Regions from separate parts of the Mus musculus genome. Here all the other regions are linked to region 4. A link is a contact called in public HiChIP or PLAC-seq and promoter capture Hi-C data. All regions are on one chromosome and are shown on one strand. Each heading gives the region's core, a stretch centred on a gene start, on an enhancer-like site or on the middle of the called end of the contact. The rest is flanking DNA. Distances are from core to core; before and after follow the strand shown. Region 1 overlaps Ippk (inositol 1,3,4,5,6-pentakisphosphate 2-kinase). Region 2 overlaps Cenpp (centromere protein P). Region 3 holds the start of Aspn (asporin). Region 4 holds the start of Iars (isoleucine-tRNA synthetase).

Region 1 (2,700 bases), core at 158-2,657, 230 kb after region 4:
TGCTCAGGAGGCAGATGGATCTCTGTCAGTTCGAGGCCAGCCTGGTCTAATGAGTGAGTTTCAGGACAGCCAGGGCTATACAGAGAAACCCTTTCTTGAAAAACCAGGAATAGAGGGAAGGAGAAAGGTAGGAGAGAGAGAAAGAGAATGAAAGAGAATGAATGAGCCACGCTCCACATTCTAACACGTTCTCAGGCTTTGTGTCCAGTTCCCAGCAACATCTCAAAACTACACAGTAGCATCATGATGGGAAATGAGCATGACTCTGACATGTCCTGTTACATCCTCCACGTCCACATATAATGGCTTGCCATTACCACGGAGACTCTGAACTTCCACAAGTATCTCCCCTTCCCAAACCCTAGGAACAAGCAATCCATGTCATTTTCAAAGAGTGCTCTGCACACACAGTCATCACTGGACCCTTTGAGAACTGTTCTGTTGGTCAGAAGTACTCCCCTGATCTATCCATGCAACAAATGCGGTGGAGTTGCAAATGTGATTTCTAACCTAGTACAGTCACATGCTGACAACACGGGGGTTACAATAGTTCTTACCTCAGCAACAGAGCACTGTGAACGTCTTTGTACAGTTCTAGGGCGAGCACAGGTCCTCATTTCTCTAGGTACATCTGACATGAAAACCTGACTACCCAGCAGCCCATCTCAGAGCCACTTCCTAGGCACCAGAACTTTTTTTTATGTTCCCAATGGAATTATTTCAGCCAAGGAAGACAGTCAACAGGATCTAAAAGATGAGGCCCAGGGCCACCAAGCACCAAGGCCTGCGTCTGGCCTGTTAGGACCAAGAGAAATTCCACGTGGGCCCTGTATTATGGTCACCTGCCCCCCCCCCCCCCCCCCCAAGAAACAGTGCAGCCTTCTCTGCTTTAGATCTAAGTTCTGGGCTGCCACTGCTGTGAAGGGGAGAGTAGGGAAACTCTCAGGAAGACATGGGGCTTCTCAATGGGTCTACTCACCTTTGTTAATGCAAAGGCCACTGTCCCATCATCCTCAGTGGACAGATCAAGCAGTTTCTGGTAAAATACTTCATCATAAGGCCCATCTATCTGTAATGTTTTCCTGAAGAAAAAGCACCAAAACCAAATCAGCAGGGTGACAAAGCTCTAAGTACTTTCAGTCACAAATATGTTCTGTATCACACAACGTAGCCCAACAATCACATTGTTTGAAAGGCACCGAAAAGATCTACTGCTTTCTCTCATTAAGCCTGATTCTGCAACATCAAGATCTTCCACAAAACCCAGGGCTGCAGGAGGCTGCGGCTCAGCTTAAGCTGTTCACCAAGAAAAGGCCAATGATGTACAAAAAGAACCCTGCCCGTGAGATAGTGCAGGCCCTAAGCGTGGCAGAGACGGCTAAGGAGCTACACTATGTCAGTGTTCCAGAAGCAGCCTGTGGGACAACACTGCCCTCTACAGGCCAGGCCCTGACATAGGATATCAGAATGGTTGCATTCATACATGCTTTATTTCTAGTGTCTTAGTGACCATGAATCTCAGAGACCCTGGCACACCCAAACAAGGGACTTCCTGGACAGAGCTGGTTGTAGGCACCTCCTAGAGCCAGGTTCTAGGAGCTGTTTTGTTCTGGAGTCAGGCAACCTTGATCCCAGCCTAGCCTAGCCTCATAGCTTCCTCTGGTGCCAGCCTCACCTCTCCTCAGGAAACTCCTCCAGGTATTGCTCAACCCGTTTGTACAGAGGGTAGAGGCCTTCGATGTCCAGCTGGTCCAACATCTGCACCTGGAGGGTTTTGTACAGAAGACAGCCCTTCGGTAACCCCGAGTGCTCTGAGGTGTTTTTTCCTACCAAGAACATCAGGGGAGAACGAGAGCAGGTTTATTATCAACTCTTGAAGACTGTGGAGGGAGACCCAGGCCTGCACAGACAGCAGAGCTCACTCTGGGCAGCACGACGAGGCCTACAGGCTCCAGCCTAGCACTGAGGCAGATTTGCACACCTCACAAAGGAGCAAGGCTGACTGACCTCAGACCACCCTCAGGACCCAGTGGCTCTACACACACACACACACACACACACACACACACACACACACACACACAAAAGATAGAGACAGCGTCTCTCCCTTTGGCCCTGGTCTGTCCAAACACCAACTCAGAATACCCTTTAACTCCATCACATGCCCTAGAAGTCACTTTATATTTAAAATTAACGGTAATCCTACATGAGATAAAGGTCAGAACTACAAGAAAACCATTCAGACATTCTCAAACCCTCATAGACCAATTGGGGTTTCCAGAGTCAAAAAACATTAAGTCCACACAGGGGCAAGATCTGGCTGCCACAGGAAAAGCTAAACATACAGAGCCATGGACTGTGGTTAGGACCTTGGCAAGGTCCCATCCGTCCCCTCTGGGACAGATGAAGAAGCAAAGCTCCATCCTTCACTCATGCACTCACAATGATGTGTACAGTGCCTTCTCAACCGAGCCTGACATCCCTGACCATCTCTCAGAATCCACTAAAGGCAAAAACGGGAGAGGGAACAATGTATACTCAAGCAGCACTCCAGCTAGACATTCGCAGCCACATAACATGCCCTGGGTCAAGATAGCAGGAGACGAGTGAGGTAACCCAATCACAAAGGAACTCTCACAATATGTACTCACTGATAAGTGGATATTAGCCCAGAAACTTAGGATACCCAAGATATAAGAT
Region 2 (2,700 bases), core at 159-2,658, 220 kb after region 4:
CTGTATTTGTGCACTTTGAATTATGAGGTTTAAAAAAAATTCCATTGTTCAGGCATAATCTTCTGAAGTCAGGATAAACTGACATCTGCGGACATCCGGACTGCCCATGGGATTGCCCTGTTCATTGGCTGCTGCAGGAACTTAGTTGAAGGGGAGGTGATGTTATGGTATTGAGCCACTGTAGCTGAAGCATAGTACAAGGCAGGCTGCCTGTTAAAATACAGCCCCTCTGTACTCCATCAGCCAGTGCCATAGTACTAAGTGTCAAATATGAGCCGGGCTGGATATCAAATGACCAGCGTGCACACACACACATCCATTTATCTATCATAAACACCAGGGCTTAGGGTTTTGCTTTTTGGGTTTTTTCCCCCTCATGCAAATTCTACCATGTGGCACACAGCTGAGTAAACTCATGGCTGCAACCTTCCTCAGTGGCCCTCAGGCCCAGCGTTCTGGAGAGCCTGGGGCCCTAGAGTGGAGGCACTAACAGCTGGTTAGTATGCATGAGGCCTCTCTAACAGCCACCTCCATAACACAGCCTTCCTGATGACATCTGCAGACACACAGGCTTCTATTGTCCTCTCTACACCAGAGCCCCTGGTGACATGAAGAACACACCTGTGCATGAGACAGAACATGTCCAAGATTGTCCTTCCAGGGCCTGGCCAGAGAGAGGTGTTTCCCCTCTCTGGGCTTTGGCTTGACTGATGGAAGAATGAGACCTATGTTTCCATATCAGGTGGACAGTTTCTGATGAACCTTTTGTTCTCTTACTGGTTTTCATGGAATACACTTTGTAAGTCAGGGACCATAATTAACTCTTTCCTGCCTGCTTAGTCTACTTCCTTATCAAAGTCGAATATAGTGAGAACTCAAATTTCCTGTCACTCTTAAACCTAGCTGATCCCCAGCTTCAAGAACAGTGCATAGTCTGATTATTTTTCAGAGCTCCTCTGCCTTCCCCCCAGTCTTCTATGCCCTTGTCATTAAGAATAACACTTTATTAGTATCTATAATAAGAAGATAGCTGTTCTTGGGGGTCCACCCAGGCTGTCAGCTTTTAGTTCCTTCCTAACTGTCCACTGTGTTCCGGAGTTGAGGTGACCAGGCAAAGAATGAAGCTGGAAATGCAGCAACCTTAACTTAGTGCAGGGGAGCCCTTGCAGTCTTAGCTTTCCAGAAGCATGGGGTTGAGTGGCTGCCCTCTGCCCAGTGTCAGCATTTCTGTCTTTGTCATTAAAAACTAAGTAAACTTTTTAGTGAAAGCATCTAATTTGAGCCTTCCTTTTGCTCATTCGATAGTATGGCCCAGGGAGTGGAAATCAGCTCCCTCCTGCTTGGAGGCCAAGCCTCAGGCCCCGCCTTGGAGCCAGCCCAAGCCCCAGTACTCCCTTGAGTCTCATGTGCTGCCGCCAGGCAGAGTCTGGAAGCCGAAATGCCACGTTCACACACACTCCTTTACATTCTTCGAACAGTTGTTAATAATTTAGAAGAGTCTGAGGTTTTAACATCAACCAGCACTTTCCACTGAAATCACTTAGGTATACATTTTCCTTCTAAAAACTTGTTTTGCTGAAATTAGTAATTATCTGTAAAGTACACCAGCCCACCCCTGCTTTGGAGCCTGGATGTGTTCTTTGTTGGTGGCTACATGCAGACGCTGGCAGCCTTGGCTTCCCATGTTAGCAGTAGCTTTCCAAGGGGGAGTATTCTCTGAAGGGTAGTGATACGTATTTGTCCCCCTGGAACTTTCTTCGATGAGCCCAAACTGCTTTAATCTAGCCAGTCTCTACACTCGCAGAAGGCTCTGCCCCCAGCCTCAGCCCTACCTCAGGGGCAGCTGCCCCTCAGTCCTTGCGTGACTTAGGCCACCCCTGGGAAACATGTCTTAAGGCACTGAGAAGATACACGGAAGGATCTTTCAAAGATCAGCCTTGAGGCCTTAAAATCTTGTGGTGAGGTCAATCTCAAGTCAGTAGTTTAGTCTATAAGCCTATCATCTATTTTGCACAAGCGAAGACAAAAAGTGGTCATCTGTTGTATTTGTCTTCTGATCAGATACTTGGAAAACAAACTTTGCTGTCATGGTGATATAAATGCATGACAGTTCTGATATGCTAGAGCCTCCTAGATCCTATTGTGGACAAGCATGGAGGCATGCCCGGAGCAGTCATTCATACTGAGGAAACCGTATCTGCTTATCTGTGACACTCACCCCATTTCTGTTCTCTACAGACAGAACACTGCATCCAGGACAGGTCTCACCATGAAGCTGACTCTTAACAAACCACATGCTTTGCCCTATCAGAGTGGGAGCCTGGTACCTCCACTGTAGTTGGGCACCTGGGTGGGGGCTAGCCCATGTCAAGGACAAAAAGCTTATCTGCGTGAGCTGTGAGGATGGACGGGATCCGTACCAATAATGGCATGTGTGACACTTCCATCTCAGGTGCTAAAGTGTTTCTCTTGGCTTTCAGGATGCTACTTCTAGAGGGATCTGACTGTAACATTTTCACATACAGGAGAAATACCCAGATACTGTATACCTCTTGGAGGGTACCTGTTCCCACTGCATGGAGATCCGCAGTACCAGACAGCCAGGGTAAGTCTGTGCATCTCGATACCCCTGGAACCAGGACTGTCCATAAGAGAGGCTAAGAAGCTACCTGAAGAGGACTAAAGAGTATCCAGTGGAGA
Region 3 (2,700 bases), core at 159-2,658, 140 kb after region 4:
GCTTGGATACTTCCACATGAGCTGGGGCTTGAGCTCCAGCTGCTCCCTCAGTCAGTCAGTCAGTCAGTCTGTCTGTCTGTCTGTCTGTCTCTCTCTCTCTCTCTCTCTCTCTGTGTGTGTGTGTCTGTGTGTGTCTCCCTCTCCCTCCCTCCCTCCCTCCCTCCCCCTCTCTCTCTTCCTCCCTGTTTTCTTTTCTCTCTCTCTCTCTCTCTCTCTCTCTCTTTCTCAACATAATGATTCTTGATTGGATTACAAGAAAAATTAAAAAGCATGCTACTTTTAGAGCAATTGATAAGATACACAGAAACCCCTCAGGTTCTTTGTGACTTTGTGACTCAGTCCTTATAACATGTGGCCACTGTTTTACTGGCTGCCACTCCTCTGAACACATGAGCATGAAAGAATACTATGTTCCATTTAGATAACTGGAAGAAAAGTGGTGAAAGCATTATTAATTTTTAAAATCTAAGATATATAATAATATACTTTGTAAAAAATAAAACGTACTTTGTGAAAGAACAAAGGAAATCTTTGTGTGTTAGTCTAAGTATGAGGTTTATGAAAAGAAGTTTCTATTTTTCATATGAAATATAAACCTGGTTAAACTATTGCTGATAGGTATTCTTTCTTGAAATTATGTTGATTTCTGTTATAATTGCCCAGTACTTTTTCATTGTACAATAAGACAATTGTCAAGAAAAAAGTACAGGTTTTCAGTGGTAGAGATAAAAGTGGTATCATAGATTTACATAGTTAAAAAACTTTCATTTAATATATCTAATATGTTCAAACTTCATTAACATTATTAAAGTAATATTGTTTTCCTAAAAGGTTGTATAAGTTGTCTACTTTTTAAAATCAGTCATGTTAATATGATAAAGCATTAGTGAAAGTTTTTTACTTTGTTTTCAAAATGCATAATATTTTAAATAACTTTATTATAAGACATAAAACTAAAGTAATTTTAGTTACAAAATTCACAGAGTTTTTTATATAATGCTAAGGAACTACATACTTCTGGTTTAAATTTTACCGTATAACTCACACATGTTTATTAGTAGTATTAGTGCTTTCTTAGTTTAACAATAAAATAATTGTATACTGGTATGTGTAATACAGACATGAAAACCTACCTTGTCAGAGGAGAGAAGTTTTCTTCAAAGTAGAATTTATCCACCCTGTACTACTTAACTGCAATGTAAGTATCCTCAAGACTCTTCAAGAAGAAAAAATAAAGAAGTGTTACATTTAAAGAAAAGAAAAAAAGAGAACAAAAATCCAGCCCTCCTACCAGCCTCTGTGTGGCTGCTCCTGGGTGATACTGGAATAAACTGCTTCCACAGATTAGTCCATGTTAGTACTGAAGAGCGAGATTAAAACTTGTTACTGCTCATATGTTTTCCATCACTGTTTGTACCATAGCCAAAACTTCTAGCTAAACTCTAGACGTCTACTGGAAGATTTGGAAGTTAAAAAAAAAAAAGCTTAATAATTCATGGCAACTGGCCATTGAAACTGTAGTCACTGTAGAAATACGTGATTTGAGAATACTTTATGAAACTCTAACATAAATGAATACCTATAAATTAATTTCAGAAATCACTCACTGTTTATAGGCTAATAAAACAATTACCAATCTTAGTAAAAAACACCCATATTATATGTTTACCCAAAGTCTACATGTACCTAAGTAGCCATGACTTTGTTTTCTTATAGTGATTGAAGCTATTATGTTAAGCAGATGTCTCAAGCCTTTGGGGGGGGGGTAAGCTTTTAACCCCACAATAGACTTCTTTGGGAACTGCAAGCCAGGCCCTTTAAACTCTTCCTGGGCCTGCGTCTGTTGTGGTACAGATAACTAAGCAGAGTCAGGTAACTCCACCTTTCCTCTGCAAGAGTCTCAGCTCCCTTCTCACTAGTGTTCAAGAGATGCCATTCTTCAAGAAGAAAATCATTTCCCCCTTTCCACTCCAAGAGATTACCCAGCCCCACATCCTTGAAGCACAGAATCCTGTAAGAACGGGCGGTTTATTGACCCTAAGGGGAAATACTCAGTTGGTACAGAAGGTATCTAGTGAGTTAGCAGAAATCTAGTTTCTCCAGTCAAAAAGTATCATCTATGGTTCCCACCGCAAAGAAATGGCACAAATCAAGCCAGTTACAACCATAAAAAATTTGTGTCTCACACATGTCAGGGAAGCTTAATTAGGGATTCATCCTCTCCTTCCTTAGGTAAAGAACTCATCTTTTAACCTCAAGTCTGATGTCACAGGCAGCTTAGCACTCCTAGATATCCCGTTATTTGCATCTCAAGTGAGCTGCAGCCCTCTCAGCAACATCTTATTTGGAGTTAGATGTTCATGCTCTGTTATGCACTTATGTTTTAGTTGTAAATGTGTCTGCTAACTTGATGCATTGGAAACAGGATGAGATTATGAACTGTAGTTTATTAATCCTTGTGCCCAGAGCAGCCAACCTCTGCCTGAATTCTATCAGTGCATAGACATAAAAAGGAAGGTCATGAGTGAAATTCAGTTTGTCCTACACAATGACAGGTTTTATATTTTAATATTTTATTAAAACATATTCAAAGAGGTAAACATACCATAATGGTACAGCTCAATGAGTCCTAATTCTTGATCAAGAATCTGAATCCCTCTCCTCTTCCCCGACAAAGATAATTCAGCATCAGAGCTTACT
Region 4 (2,715 bases), core at 11-2,510:
ACAGAAACGCCCCTCCACATCCACGGGGTACTGGATTCAGGATCTGTTGGAACACCCAAATACAAGGATGCTTAATTCTCTTATAAACATAGTATTAGCCTATAATTTACATGCATCTGCCGGTGTATTTTAACTAATCTTTACTTATCCTACCTAATACATTTAAATCCTAGATACACAATTGCTATACTATATTGCTTAGGAAATAATGACCAAGACATTACGTTTGTACACGTACAGTACATGTCACTACTACAGACCTAACCACATAGCATGAGCACTGGCTGGTTGAAAGCCCAGATGCAGAACTAGTAGTTAGAGAAGACCAACTCTATACTTTCTACCTATACACTGAGAAACAAAAGAGCAAGTCTCAGATACACTAGTTTGCATTCTGTGAGTTTCTCAATGATTTCGGCTTATTTCTCTAACACAGTAAAAAAGAGAACAAATTCATGAGGTTGAAAACGAAGTTATTCTCTCACATATTCATCACGCACACGTCCCAAGCCAAAATGACAACAACGACCCCCTCATCTTCTGTCCAGACAGGATAGATTTATATAAACCTTGGAGTATAATCTCTGCCCACCTTCAGTCCAAGCCTATAGGAGACCCGGATAAGTTATCTCTTCACACCTCCAAACCCCAATAGTTTGTTCTGTAGGGCCGCCAACAGTGAGCTTAAACTGCATTAGCAGATTCTGTGAGCCCAGGACAAGCGTGCAGCGCATAACCTACCTACCTTGGTACCGAGAGATAAGTACACGCGAATCCCAGCACAGTTGGGAGAAGCCCAGACTCCAGAAAGACTCCTAGGTTAGTTCTTTTAAAACACCTAACTTGGCAGTGACCTCAATCAGATTCCGATCTTCTCTCGGATACTATGTCACGCTGCATTCTCACAACTCCCTGCTCATAAGCCACCAAGGTCCCACTAAGTGAAGGGGGTACTTCTAAGGATCTCAGTCCTCCACCCAACGAGTCAGGCCAGAATCTGCGGGCAGCTCTGAGTTCTGCAATGTTACTCTCCCTCCACGAAAGCTCTCTGGAAATAGCTTTGTGCCCGCAGCTCACTCACAGTGAGAAGCAGCGTGCTCCTTTTTCACCGCCTCGTGCTGTCTGGAGGTTGTTACACGGGCGGGCCTCACTCTGCGGCCCAGAAGGACAAGAGGGTGCGGCTTACCTGGGAACCCGGAGAGCTCGCTCAGGTTGCAGCCTGCGACCACGTTCCGCGTCTGGAGGTGATGCAATACTGACAGTGCCAGGCTCAACCCCTCCGCGGCGCCCAATCAGCGTGTGCCATCCAACACCTACAAACAACACGTGTGGCGATTGGTCCGTGCATAACTGCAGAGCAGGATGGGAGCGTCCCTGCAAAGGAAGGAGAAGACGCTCCAGAGCCCTAACCCGGCAAGTCAGTGGCTACTCAATGTGGCAAAGTTTTTGCCTTCTAAGTCTTGGCCTATGAACGAGAGACACCCTTTCGTCCTGGGTCCATATGTCAGTACTCTCTCTCTCTCTCTTTTTTAAAAGGGTTTGTTTATTTGTACACAGTCTCCTGCCTGCATGTATTCGTTGTAAGCCAGAATGGTGAAAGCTTGGGGTTGAACTGGAGACCTCTGGAAGAGCAGCCAGTACTCCTAACCTCCGAGCCATCTCTCCAACCCCAGTATTCTTAAATATATGTCAATATATGTGAATATTATTAAATATATGTGAGTATATTTGAGATCTGGACATTTGACGCCATATAAAATTAGTTTAGACTCAGGGTCTCTTGTATCTCCTGCTGGCTCCGGAACTCCTAAGCAGCTAAGGAATGACCTTGAACTGCAGAACTTTCTGCCTCCACAATGGGAGTTACAGAAATGTTCCATCACGCCTGTTTTTATATGGTGCGGTGGATAAGCCGGCCATTTGTGCACCATAGCCACACACTGCCAACTGAGTTAGATTCCCAGCTGTGATGGCATCTAAAATTTATGCTACATATGAAACTTCTGACAAGTGACTCCCACAATTATTTTGGGAACAGTACATATTAACCTGGAGACTACTAACCATGTGGTAAATGGCAAGAGAAGGGAAGAGGGTCTGACAATAATCTGAACCCTTTATTGAATGTCATTGCAATGGTTCTTTTCATTTCAAAATTTTGCTTATGTATCATTACATATCTACTTAGTACCCTTCGGATCCGGCCTAGAACAAATGAGAACGTTGACACCAGTCTGTGAAAGTAAGTTTTGGCCTTGATAAATTGACAGCGTTAATTAGGTAAATAAGTGCCTATTTTATTAATGACAGAAAAACAAAAACAAAAAAACGGATTTGGCCTAAATGAAGTAGAAATCTCGGCGAGTTTTAGAACATTTTGATAACTGTTGAGTGTTTTATTCAACAGTTCTAGGCCCTATGGTGTCGAAAATTAGATGCAGTGTTTGCCTGTGCTTCTTGCTTTCTTAATTATGAGTATCCTTATTAACCAGAAATATTTGGAGTTTTTAAGCTTTGCATTCTTTAAATTGCCAATTGGTTCACCTCATGTTTATCCTCTGATCAGCGTGCAGAAATAGAACAAAGGTCCCTGCACAAAGTGAAAGAAACTTATGTACCCATAGGTAGTGTAGACTGGACCAGGCTGTTTAAAAATTGGATTGAGAAACACTATAAACTACTGTTGGGAAGTAAAGGAACAGTTCGTCTAGAAAA

The links. Promoter capture Hi-C pulls out the DNA fragments that hold promoters and counts their contacts. HiChIP or PLAC-seq counts read pairs in DNA pulled down with a chosen protein or histone mark. Capture Hi-C pulls out chosen DNA fragments and counts their contacts.
Region 1: a contact with region 4 is called in a promoter capture Hi-C map of neural stem cells. The contact joins the enhancer-like site here to the promoter of Iars in region 4. A contact is called at or near these places in 8 of 39 promoter capture datasets (the C10 cell line, the HPC-7 cell line, HPC-7-derived erythroid cells and 4 more), 1 of 484 Hi-C or Micro-C datasets (the HPC-7 cell line), 15 of 115 datasets of contacts at active chromatin or transcription factors (the 230-238 cell line, the SCID.adh cell line, bone marrow-derived macrophages and 9 more) and 4 of 9 other capture datasets (adipose tissue, embryonic stem cells, liver and 1 more).
Region 2: an H3K4me3 HiChIP or PLAC-seq map of craniofacial prominence shows a contact between it and region 4, with 2.9 times the contacts expected there. The contact joins the enhancer-like site here to the promoter of Iars in region 4. A contact is called at or near these places in 3 of 39 promoter capture datasets (hematopoietic stem and progenitor cells, neural stem cells and second pharyngeal arch cranial neural crest), 10 of 115 datasets of contacts at active chromatin or transcription factors (the 230-238 cell line, the SCID.adh cell line, bone marrow-derived macrophages and 6 more) and 3 of 9 other capture datasets (adipose tissue, liver and pancreatic islet).
Region 3: a contact with region 4 is called in a promoter capture Hi-C map of adipose tissue. The contact joins the promoter of Aspn here to the promoter of Iars in region 4. A contact is called at or near these places in 4 of 39 promoter capture datasets (the HPC-7 cell line, cranial neural crest, maxillary cranial neural crest and 1 more), 1 of 115 datasets of contacts at active chromatin or transcription factors (pancreatic cancer cells) and 3 of 9 other capture datasets (adipose tissue, liver and pancreatic islet).

The regions. Positions count from the first base shown.
Region 1 is chr13:49,448,363-49,451,062 of GRCm38.p6, reverse strand. Ippk (inositol 1,3,4,5,6-pentakisphosphate 2-kinase) reads right to left here. Exons shown (of 13, transcript NM_199056.4): 10 at 1,676-1,826; 11 at 980-1,082. Among named protein-coding and RNA genes, the nearest start is that of Ippk, 28 kb to the right of the region's middle. Within about 2 kb of position 1,407, at least 60 of the 459 cell types and tissues checked have an H3K27ac peak or open chromatin away from gene starts, as enhancers often do. A contact at or near this core is called in adipose tissue, forebrain and neural stem cells, where this site is marked.
Region 2 is chr13:49,465,584-49,468,283 of GRCm38.p6, reverse strand. Cenpp (centromere protein P) reads left to right here. Exons shown (of 8, transcript NM_025495.3): 6 at 2,526-2,605. Among named protein-coding and RNA genes, the nearest start is that of Ecm2, 38 kb to the left of the region's middle. Within about 2 kb of position 1,408, at least 62 of the 459 cell types and tissues checked have an H3K27ac peak or open chromatin away from gene starts, as enhancers often do. A contact at or near this core is called in adipose tissue, craniofacial prominence and second pharyngeal arch cranial neural crest, where this site is marked.
Region 3 is chr13:49,543,151-49,545,850 of GRCm38.p6, reverse strand. Aspn (asporin) reads right to left here and starts at 1,408. Exons shown (of 8, transcript NM_025711.3): 1 at 1,134-1,408. The region is part of intron 5 of Cenpp (centromere protein P); the gene reads left to right.
Region 4 is chr13:49,680,675-49,683,389 of GRCm38.p6, reverse strand. It overlaps Iars (isoleucine-tRNA synthetase), which reads right to left and starts at 1,260. Exons shown (of 34, transcript NM_172015.3): 1 at 1,187-1,260.